Regions from separate parts of the Mus musculus genome. Here region 2 is linked to region 1. The links are chromatin contacts, called in public promoter capture Hi-C maps. All regions are on one chromosome and are shown on one strand. The core of a region is the stretch at or near the end of the contact, and the rest is flanking DNA. Distances in the headings are between cores, read along the strand shown. Region 1 holds the start of Abcc10 (ATP-binding cassette, sub-family C (CFTR/MRP), member 10). Region 2 holds the start of Mrps10 (mitochondrial ribosomal protein S10).

What was found. Promoter capture Hi-C pulls out the DNA fragments that hold promoters and counts their contacts.
Region 2: a promoter capture Hi-C map of liver shows a contact between it and region 1, with 4 times the contacts expected there. The contact joins the promoter of Mrps10 here to the promoter of Abcc10 in region 1. A contact is called at or near these places in 2 of 39 promoter capture datasets (liver and pre-B cells) and 1 of 115 datasets of contacts at active chromatin or transcription factors (astrocytes).

The regions. Positions count from the first base shown.
Region 1 is chr17:46,325,110-46,329,353 of GRCm38.p6, forward strand. Abcc10 (ATP-binding cassette, sub-family C (CFTR/MRP), member 10) reads right to left here and starts at 2,914. Exons shown (of 21, transcript NM_170680.2): 1 at 2,663-2,914. The coding sequence starts at 2,823.
Region 2 is chr17:47,366,459-47,370,471 of GRCm38.p6, forward strand. Mrps10 (mitochondrial ribosomal protein S10) reads left to right here and starts at 2,429. Exons shown (of 7, transcript NM_001146212.1): 1 at 2,429-2,496. The coding sequence starts at 2,449.

The sequences.
Region 1 (4,244 bases), core at 1,664-4,163:
GTTTTCTGATTCATTCTTTTGCCACAGGTACAAACAAGCCTGAGTTAAGGTTGTATGTACTGTGAAGATTCCAATGAGAAAAACCCACGAATTTTACACAAAGATACACACTTTTTATAAAAAGGGTCCACAAGAGAGTGCCTGAAAGTCACCTGAAACCTCCTAGGGAAACATTTACTTACCTGCAGCTCTTGTCCTGTAACAGGAGAACCTACATTTAAAAAAGTCTCAGAATATTCTACTCCTGTCTTTTCCCTAATTGTAAGAAGTGGTGTACATCACTGTGTGACCTCTCAGCTCAAGAGGAACTTCTTTCAGTTCTGCCTATTTCCTCTTAACATCACAACTGTTTTTCATAAACAACAACTGCCACAACAAAAGGTTTACATTAAGAATCAAAAACAAGAAACCAAGCCGGGCTGTGTTGGCGCGCGTCTTTAATCCCAGCACTTGGGAGGCAGAGGCAGGTGGATCTTTGAGTTTGATTCCAGCCTGGTCTACAGAGTGAGTTCCAGGAATAGTCTGGCTACACAGAGAAATCCTGTCTGGGAAAAAAAAACAAACACAGGGGCTGGAGAGATGGCTCAGTAGTTAAGAGCACTCGCTGCTCAAGGACAGCTGAGTTCAGTTCCTAGCAGCCATGTCAGAAAGCTCACAACTGCCTACAACTCCAGCTCCAGAGGCTCCTCTATCCTCTTCTGAACTCCACAGGCATTTGTGGACACACACACACAATACACTTGAACAATGGAAACAGCCTTTAATCACAGCACTAGTGAGGCAGAAGCAAGTGGTCAGTTTGAACTCTGTGAGTTCAAGGTCAGCCTGGTCTACTTAGCAAGGTCTAGGCCAGCCAGTGCTATATAGTAAGATCCTGGGCGGGGAGGGGGGAACCCTCAAATATCTCAAATATAGGCTGGGTGTGGTGGAGTACACCTGTAACATCAGCAGTTGGGAGCTGGGTCAGGAGGGCCATAAACTCAAGCCAAATTTGGGCTATTTAATACCTCATCTCAACACCCTTCTCCCCTCAAAGAGAATCAAACACAGGGTCAGTCGTGACGGTACAGACTTGTCATCCCAGGACCAGGTAGGGTGGAGATGCAAAAGATTTCCAAGGCTACATAGCAAAGCTTTGTCTTACAAAAAAAAAAAAAATCAAAGAGAAAAAAGTTATAGCAGTGACTATCAGAATGCATTTCCAAGTTCACATAAAAGAAAACTGGGTTGGTAGAGATGTTCTTGCAGAGGATCTGAGGTCAGTTCCGAGCACCCATATGATAGCTCACTGTCCTCTGTAACACTAGTTCCAGGGCACCCAATGCCATCTTTTACCCGACATGCATGTAGCACATATGAATAATTGCTGTCGAACACTCTTATGCATAAAACTCTTCCAGTATTTTTAAAAAGAATGAAATTGGGGCTAGAGAGACAGCCGGGCAGTTAAGAGCACTGGCTGCTCTTACAGAGGACCAAGGGTTCAGTTCCCAGCACTCACATGGCAGCTCATGGCTGTCTGAAACTCCAATTCCAGGGGATCTGATGCCCTCCCCTCTGGCCTCCTCAGGCATTGCACCCAAGTGGTGCACAGTCATACAGTTGGGCAAAATCAATCAACCAACTGATCAAAAAAGCAGAGGGTGAGGCTGGAGCCATATTTCTTTAATCCCAGTACTTAGAAGGCAGGAGCAGGCAGATCTCCTTGAGTTCTAGGCCGGGCATACAGAATGACACCCTATTTCAACAACACAAAACAACTCAACTGAGTCTGTTAAGCTCTTTGCAGTCCTAAAAAATGTTTATCTATAAACTAGACACTTTAGTTCCTTTTGTTCCCTCTCATGTGGCCCAAGCTGAGATCCCTCTGCCTCTAGAAAAGCTTAGACTAGACCACCCCTTTTTTTTTTTTTTTTTTTTTTTGACAGGCGCTCTCTTATTAGCCCTGCCTGGCCTGGAACTCACTTTGTAGACCAGGCTGGCCTTGGACTCACAGGCATCCATCCACCTGCCTCTGTCTCCCAAGAGTTGGGATTAAAGGCTTCACATGCCTGACCTGAGCAGGCTTGCTGTGGGTGTCTGTACTAACCTCTTCTAGGCTTTTGCTTCATTCTGCAAAAGGGACAGAAGGACTTAACTTGGCCATCCAAGAACTAAATATAAAATCAAGGCGAGTGTAGCACCAACACCTCACAACACAAAGCCAAGTTAGTTCTAAGATTTTGATTTCGTTACTCTTCTTCCTACAGCTTCTCTCCAGCAGAGTCTACATGGGCTTTTAGCCTAGGGATAGCAGGGCTTGCTGGATGGAAGTGGCGTGCCACTGGCCCTATACAAGCATCCTTTTTTTTTTTTTTTTTTTTTTTTTTTGCTAAAACGTTTATCTAAGTTTGCCTCCAATTCATGGCAGCTCCACTAGGACATTTAAAACTCTGCAAGAGAGATGCATTGGCAACTTTAAGGATATGACAGGCGCCGCACTCGGTGTTTAAACGCCTTGTGTCATTGAACCCGCTCAAAACTGCGGAGACTCCGAGAAGGTAGGTGGCTTGCTCAACTGAGTGCGAACAGTCAGCTTTTATTCTGCTTCTGCCCTACAGAGACCTCGCAATCCCAGGGACATCTGGGAGCGATGTGAGTTGGTGCCTCGTTGCAGTCTCACCTTGGGGTGCCCAAGTGGCAGGCACTGAGGACGGCGAGGAGCGCGTGGGGAAGGGCGCTGAGCACCAGCTGGGTGAAGCAGTGGCCCGTCGTGTCCCCTTCCCACAGCGGGAGCGGCCGCGCCGCGTCCGTGCCACACAGCTGGGCCAGGAGCCCCTCCATAGACACCTCACCCGGGCGGAAGCCAAGAGTGACAAGGCTCGGGGACTGAGTCCCCCGCTGAATCCCCGCCCCCTAGGCGGGACCGCCCCTTGCTTCCGCTTCGAGCTAGAGCCCGCCCATTCTTGAGGTACTTCCGGGGCTGGAGAGGAAGTCGCTGTCCCCGGGGCAGGCCAGTTTCTAGATCCTGGTACTTACGTTCACCCTCCTGTCTCCCGCACTTGGAAACCTAAGCGCCTTTGAGCTGTTTTAATATCTCAAGTGTTTGTGGGTGAGAAAGGACGCGCTGCCAGGTCAGGGTGCTGCGCCACGATGCTAGGGCCCTCTAGAGGCAGGAAGACCTGTTAACGGGTGCTGTTCGCAGTTTTTGGTTATTTTCGCCCATGGGGGTAAGGATGCTCTAACGCGTGCCAGCCTCTGCGCGTGCGTACAGCTCTGCCTCGGGGAGCTGTCCCGGGAGCGCGATGGTGTTTGCGCACGTTTCTGTCTTTTGGCTTGCGCAGTGACCCACCCAGTCCTGTCCTTGTGCAAATTCATTAAGACCCTGGCACGTGGAGCGCTCGCTCTCGCTTACCTATTGCATACTAGTTGACAAATGCACAGCGTTTAAAGAGCTGGAAATCCAAACATGCCTGCCACGCTGAGGAATGCTTGAGGACAAAAGGCTATTCCTGTATCCTAAGGCTACAAGATCTTGAAAGTATCCAACTTACTTGAGCCTTGGTTTTTTGTTTTTTGTTTTTTTTTTTTTTGGCTTTTTTTTTTTTCGATTGAGATGATAATACCAACCCAAGTATTGTGAAATTTGTATAATTTAAAATGTTTATGTCAAGGCCTTAAAATGTTTATGTCTAAAGCTGTGGCTCAAAGATTAAGAAGAGTGCTTCCTGCTCTTGCACAGGACCTGGATTTGATTTCCAGCACCCGTGTAAGAAGGCTCCAGCTCCAGGGATCCAAGGCCTTCTTGGTCTCTGTAAGCACCTGCACACACATACATATAAACTTTAAAAAAAAAGTGTTCAGGTCACGTGCTTTGCTTAGTCATTCCTAAATATTTCAGAGTGATGGGAAGAACGGAAACTTTTGGTTATCCAGATAGATGTTGGTTCGGACCCTGACCCACCAATTTTAGCAGCGCGATGAGATTAGTTTCATTTTAGCTTTATGTTTGCAAGGTGTATATTGGTACTGACTTCATGAGAGTGTTCAGTGTTGTGGGAATAGTTTGGGTTTTTTTCCCCCCAAAATATTTGCCTTCAGAAACTGAAGACCTTGAAACCAAATTAAAGATTTGAGACATTTAAAATTATGTACCTGTCTTGTTTCCCTACTGTGTATTCAATCTGTTTAAATTTATTTAAAAATATTTCTAGAAGAAAGTCCTTATTCCTTTCACATGCCATGTTTTCTGATATATATATATC
Region 2 (4,013 bases), core at 1,179-3,678, 1.0 Mb after region 1:
CCTGGGTTCTATAAGAAAGCAGGCTAAAGAACAAACCAGTATGCTTGCATCCCATCAGGGCATCATAGCATCTGCATCAACCCCTACCTCCAGGTTCTTCCCTGCTTGAGTTCCTGCCCTGACTTCCTTTGATGATGAACAGTAATATGCAAGTGTAAGCCAAATAAACTTTTTCCCCCAAAGTTGCTTTGATCATGGTGTTCATCATGGCAATAGAAATCTTAACTAAGACCCTAACTTCTGCACTTGCCACTCAGGCATTACACTGAAATGTAGTTTTATGACTCATGACTTAGGAGAGGAAAACGAGGGGTTCTCAGAAAAGCACCACATTCAAGCATAAGATGTGGAGAAATCTAATGATGCAAACACAGCTTCAGTGGCCACAAGCAGCCCTGGAAGATCTGAATCTCAGCTGAGAGAATCCATGGAAACAAAGACCGGGGCCTTCAAGGAGAGGACATCTAGTAGTGAAGGCTGCTTAGAGCACACCTCTCTGGTTCCAATTAGCAGATCATGCTGCCAAGTCATAAAACCAAGTCAATCAAACTTTCTCTGTGAAGTGGGGTGGGCAGGAGGGTACCTAAAGTCTTCTCATCCAAAAGAGACATCAACACTGAACATCATCATAGACAGAAACAGCCCACTGTAAGAGTAGTACAGTCCTTGAACTAGGATTGTGAAGGTGGCTACGGGTTCAGCTGGACCTCACCATATGACGTTGGCCAAGTCAACTTGGCTCTGAACCTCACCTTAAAATTATGATACAATTACTTCTGTGAGCATAAGATTAGGTATCCTAAGTGAGAGTCATTCCCTAGTTAGGGGTGCAGTAGACTCCCTGAGCTGAGACCACCCAGAAGGACTGGAGGCTGGGTGAGAAGCCATCATGAAGGACCATACGGAGAGATGGATGCAAAGTCTAGAGGTAGTAAAGAGATTAAGGTTGGGGTACTGTCAGAACAGATCATTGGCTGAGAGGGGCCACCAGAGCTAATTCTGAGGACACTTCTGGGTTGCCTGTGCAGGTAGGGCATAGCCAAATCCAGCCACACACTAGTTAAAGATTCTGTTTCCATATAGAGATCACATATAGGCCCGCCTGAGGGGCAGGAAAGTGGTCCATATTCATAAATCTCTCATCAGTTGTGCCATCTGGACATTCTACCCTTTGCTTAGTTCTCTGGCCTGCCAAATAAGAATTAATGCCTGCTTGTGGGAGACCCAGCTTTACATTGGCATGATGGTTTATGGAGATATAGTATTGGCTAGTTTTGTGTGTCAACTTGACCCAAGCTGGAGTCACTGGAGAGGAAGGAGCCTCAGTTGAAGACATATCTCCATACGATCCAACTGTAAGGCATTTTCACAACTGCTGATCTGTGGGGGAGGGCCCAGCCTACTGTGGGTGCTGCCATTCCTGGGTTGGTAGTTCTGGGTTCTATTAGAAGGCAGATTGAGCAAGCCATGGGAAGCAAGCCAGTAAGCAGGACCCCTCCATGGCCTCTGCATCAGCTCCTGCCTCCAGATTCCAGCTCTGCTTGAGTTCCTGTCCTGACTTCCTCCAGTGATGGACTGTGATCTGGAAGTGCAAGCCAAATAAACCCTTTCCTCCCCAGCTTGCTTTTTGATCATGTTGTTTTGTAGCAGCAATAGAAACCCTTACTAAGACATATACTTTGTTTCATTCGCATTAAGTTGACCCTTATTCATTTTCCCAACAACCTCTTAAGGCCCAGGATGTAGAAGAGATGTCACAAATTCAGGATGACATTTATCATGTAGCATTTTAATCTCATTTAATCCTCTACTGCAAGTATGATTTGTTCTCATCTCTACTTGGCAAGTGAAAGAAAAAAAAAAAAAAAAAGGGGGTTCAAAGTACGGAAGAAATTTGATCAAGTCACCCACCTAAATAGAAACCAGAGCGCCTAAGTGTGGAGCTTCCATTATGCTAAATTGCATGGGAAGGCATTTTGAAAAACACAATTTAGAAAAATCCATTAACAAGCCTGGCATTCCGATGGTGTGAACAAAGTTTAAGAATGAAACGCCTTTTGCAATAAGGTAAAATGTTAGAATTTGGACTCAGTAGCAGCAGCAACTTCCTTCCCAAGTATTTCTGTTGTGTTTGTCTCTAAGCAAACAGAACCACCCAAGACAAATAGGATCTTAGGATAGACAGCGTATAGATAGAACCTGGGAGTTTATCCAGACGGCGGAAGCGACGCATCCACTCAAAACCTTAAATGAATGAGTGAATAATAAATAAGTAAATAAATAAGAAAATAGAAAATTTAAAATATAATTTTAAAAAAATTCAAGGAGCACCGTCTCTATGGTTGTTTCAGTGTCGGAACACAGGAGACACTCTTTCCTTTTCGAACTCTATGGTTCGCGAACAATGCTGTGACCCCGGAAGCGGTCCTGGGCGATCAGGGCACCAAGATGGCGGCGCGCGCAGCGTGTGTGGCTCTGTGCCGGCGCCTGCAGCAGGTAAAGGGGTGGGCGTGGGGTCCCGGCTGCCGACGGCGCCGTCATCGTCGAGTCTCGCTGCCACCCTCTGCCCGACCCGTACGGAGTCATCCTCCGTTGGAGGAAGTTATTAGAAAGTGACAAGAAAAGGGCAGGTTTTTCTCTCGAGGGACCCTACATAAATTGGCAAGACGGGAGCGAGAACCGTAAGACGTCAGAGCAGGAAGGATGAGGAAAACGCGTTCAGAGCCCTCCCTCCACGGTAGAGAGGGCCATGGAAACCGTGAGCTCAGAGAAGACAACGCTGGTCTCGGATTCTTAGGAACCGAGCCAGCAAACGCTGGGTCACATAAAGCCCCGGTGCAGCCCCACTGGGACGCCCTGCTCGCCTCCACGGCTGAGGAGGTGACCCGAGAGCTCCCAGGTCAGGGGAATGGGTCAGATCTCCCTCGAGAGGGTCTTTGAAAAAGGAAAACTTGCCTGGAGTTCGCATGGCATGAATCACAGCACTGGGGAAAGGAGGCAGGCGGACGAACTTCTGGGTTCGAAGACAGCCAGGTTATGTATTGAGATCCTATCACAAAAATAATTTAAATTAAAAACAAAAAAACCAGGCTGTTCTCAAGAACTTTGGTCTTGAAACTTTTGTGACTCTTCTCAATGGTCATTTAGTAGTTTTGAAAATAATGCTCAGAACTGGGTCAGATGGCTGACCCTGAAATAGCATTACTTGTAAAACCTGGCTTGCATATTGAGGCCCTGTCCCAAAATAAACGAATTCTTTAAAAAAGGAAGAGCTGACACTGTGGCTCGGTTGCTCAAGGGCCTAATGCCTAAAGCTGGCCCTGTCGGCCCCACAGCAGCATGTAACCCAGAGGTGGTGGCCCACACCTGTAATACCAGCCCTTGAGAGGCCAAAGCAAGAGGCGCACGCCTTTAATCCCAGCACTCGGGAGGCAGAGGCAGGCGGATTTCTGAGTTCAAGGCCAGCCTGGTCTACAAAGTGAGTTCCAGGACAGCCGGGGCTACACAGAGAAACCCTGTCTCGAAAAAAAAAAGGATCAAAGATTCCAAAAAGTTTGTTTTTCATACTAGAGATTGAACCCAGGGCCTTGCTTACACCAGACAAGGGTTCTGCCACTGAAGCCCATTTGTAGCCTTCTGTGGGACTCGAGTGGTCTGCTAGGGTTGCCGAGCCATCACTCCAGCCTCGATATCGTCCCAGGTTAGTTAACACTTTAGAAAGCCTGCTTTCCAAAGCAGAAGCAAATTTGAAGAAGAGTAAGCCTGGGACGCAGCCTTCCAGCAAAGGCAGCTTTTCTCTCGTTAGTTTTCGCATACCATCTTTTACTAGATGGTACAACCCACGCAGCTCTGGAAGACTCCACTGAACACCAAATGGAGAATGAGAGCAGAAAAGTCTTGAGTAATGTCATGGTGAGTTTTGGTTTCAGGCCTCCCGAGAGTATCTTAAGAATTCATGGGCAGCCCTGGCCCACACTTGTATAATCACTTACCTTAGGAAAAATATCAAGCCG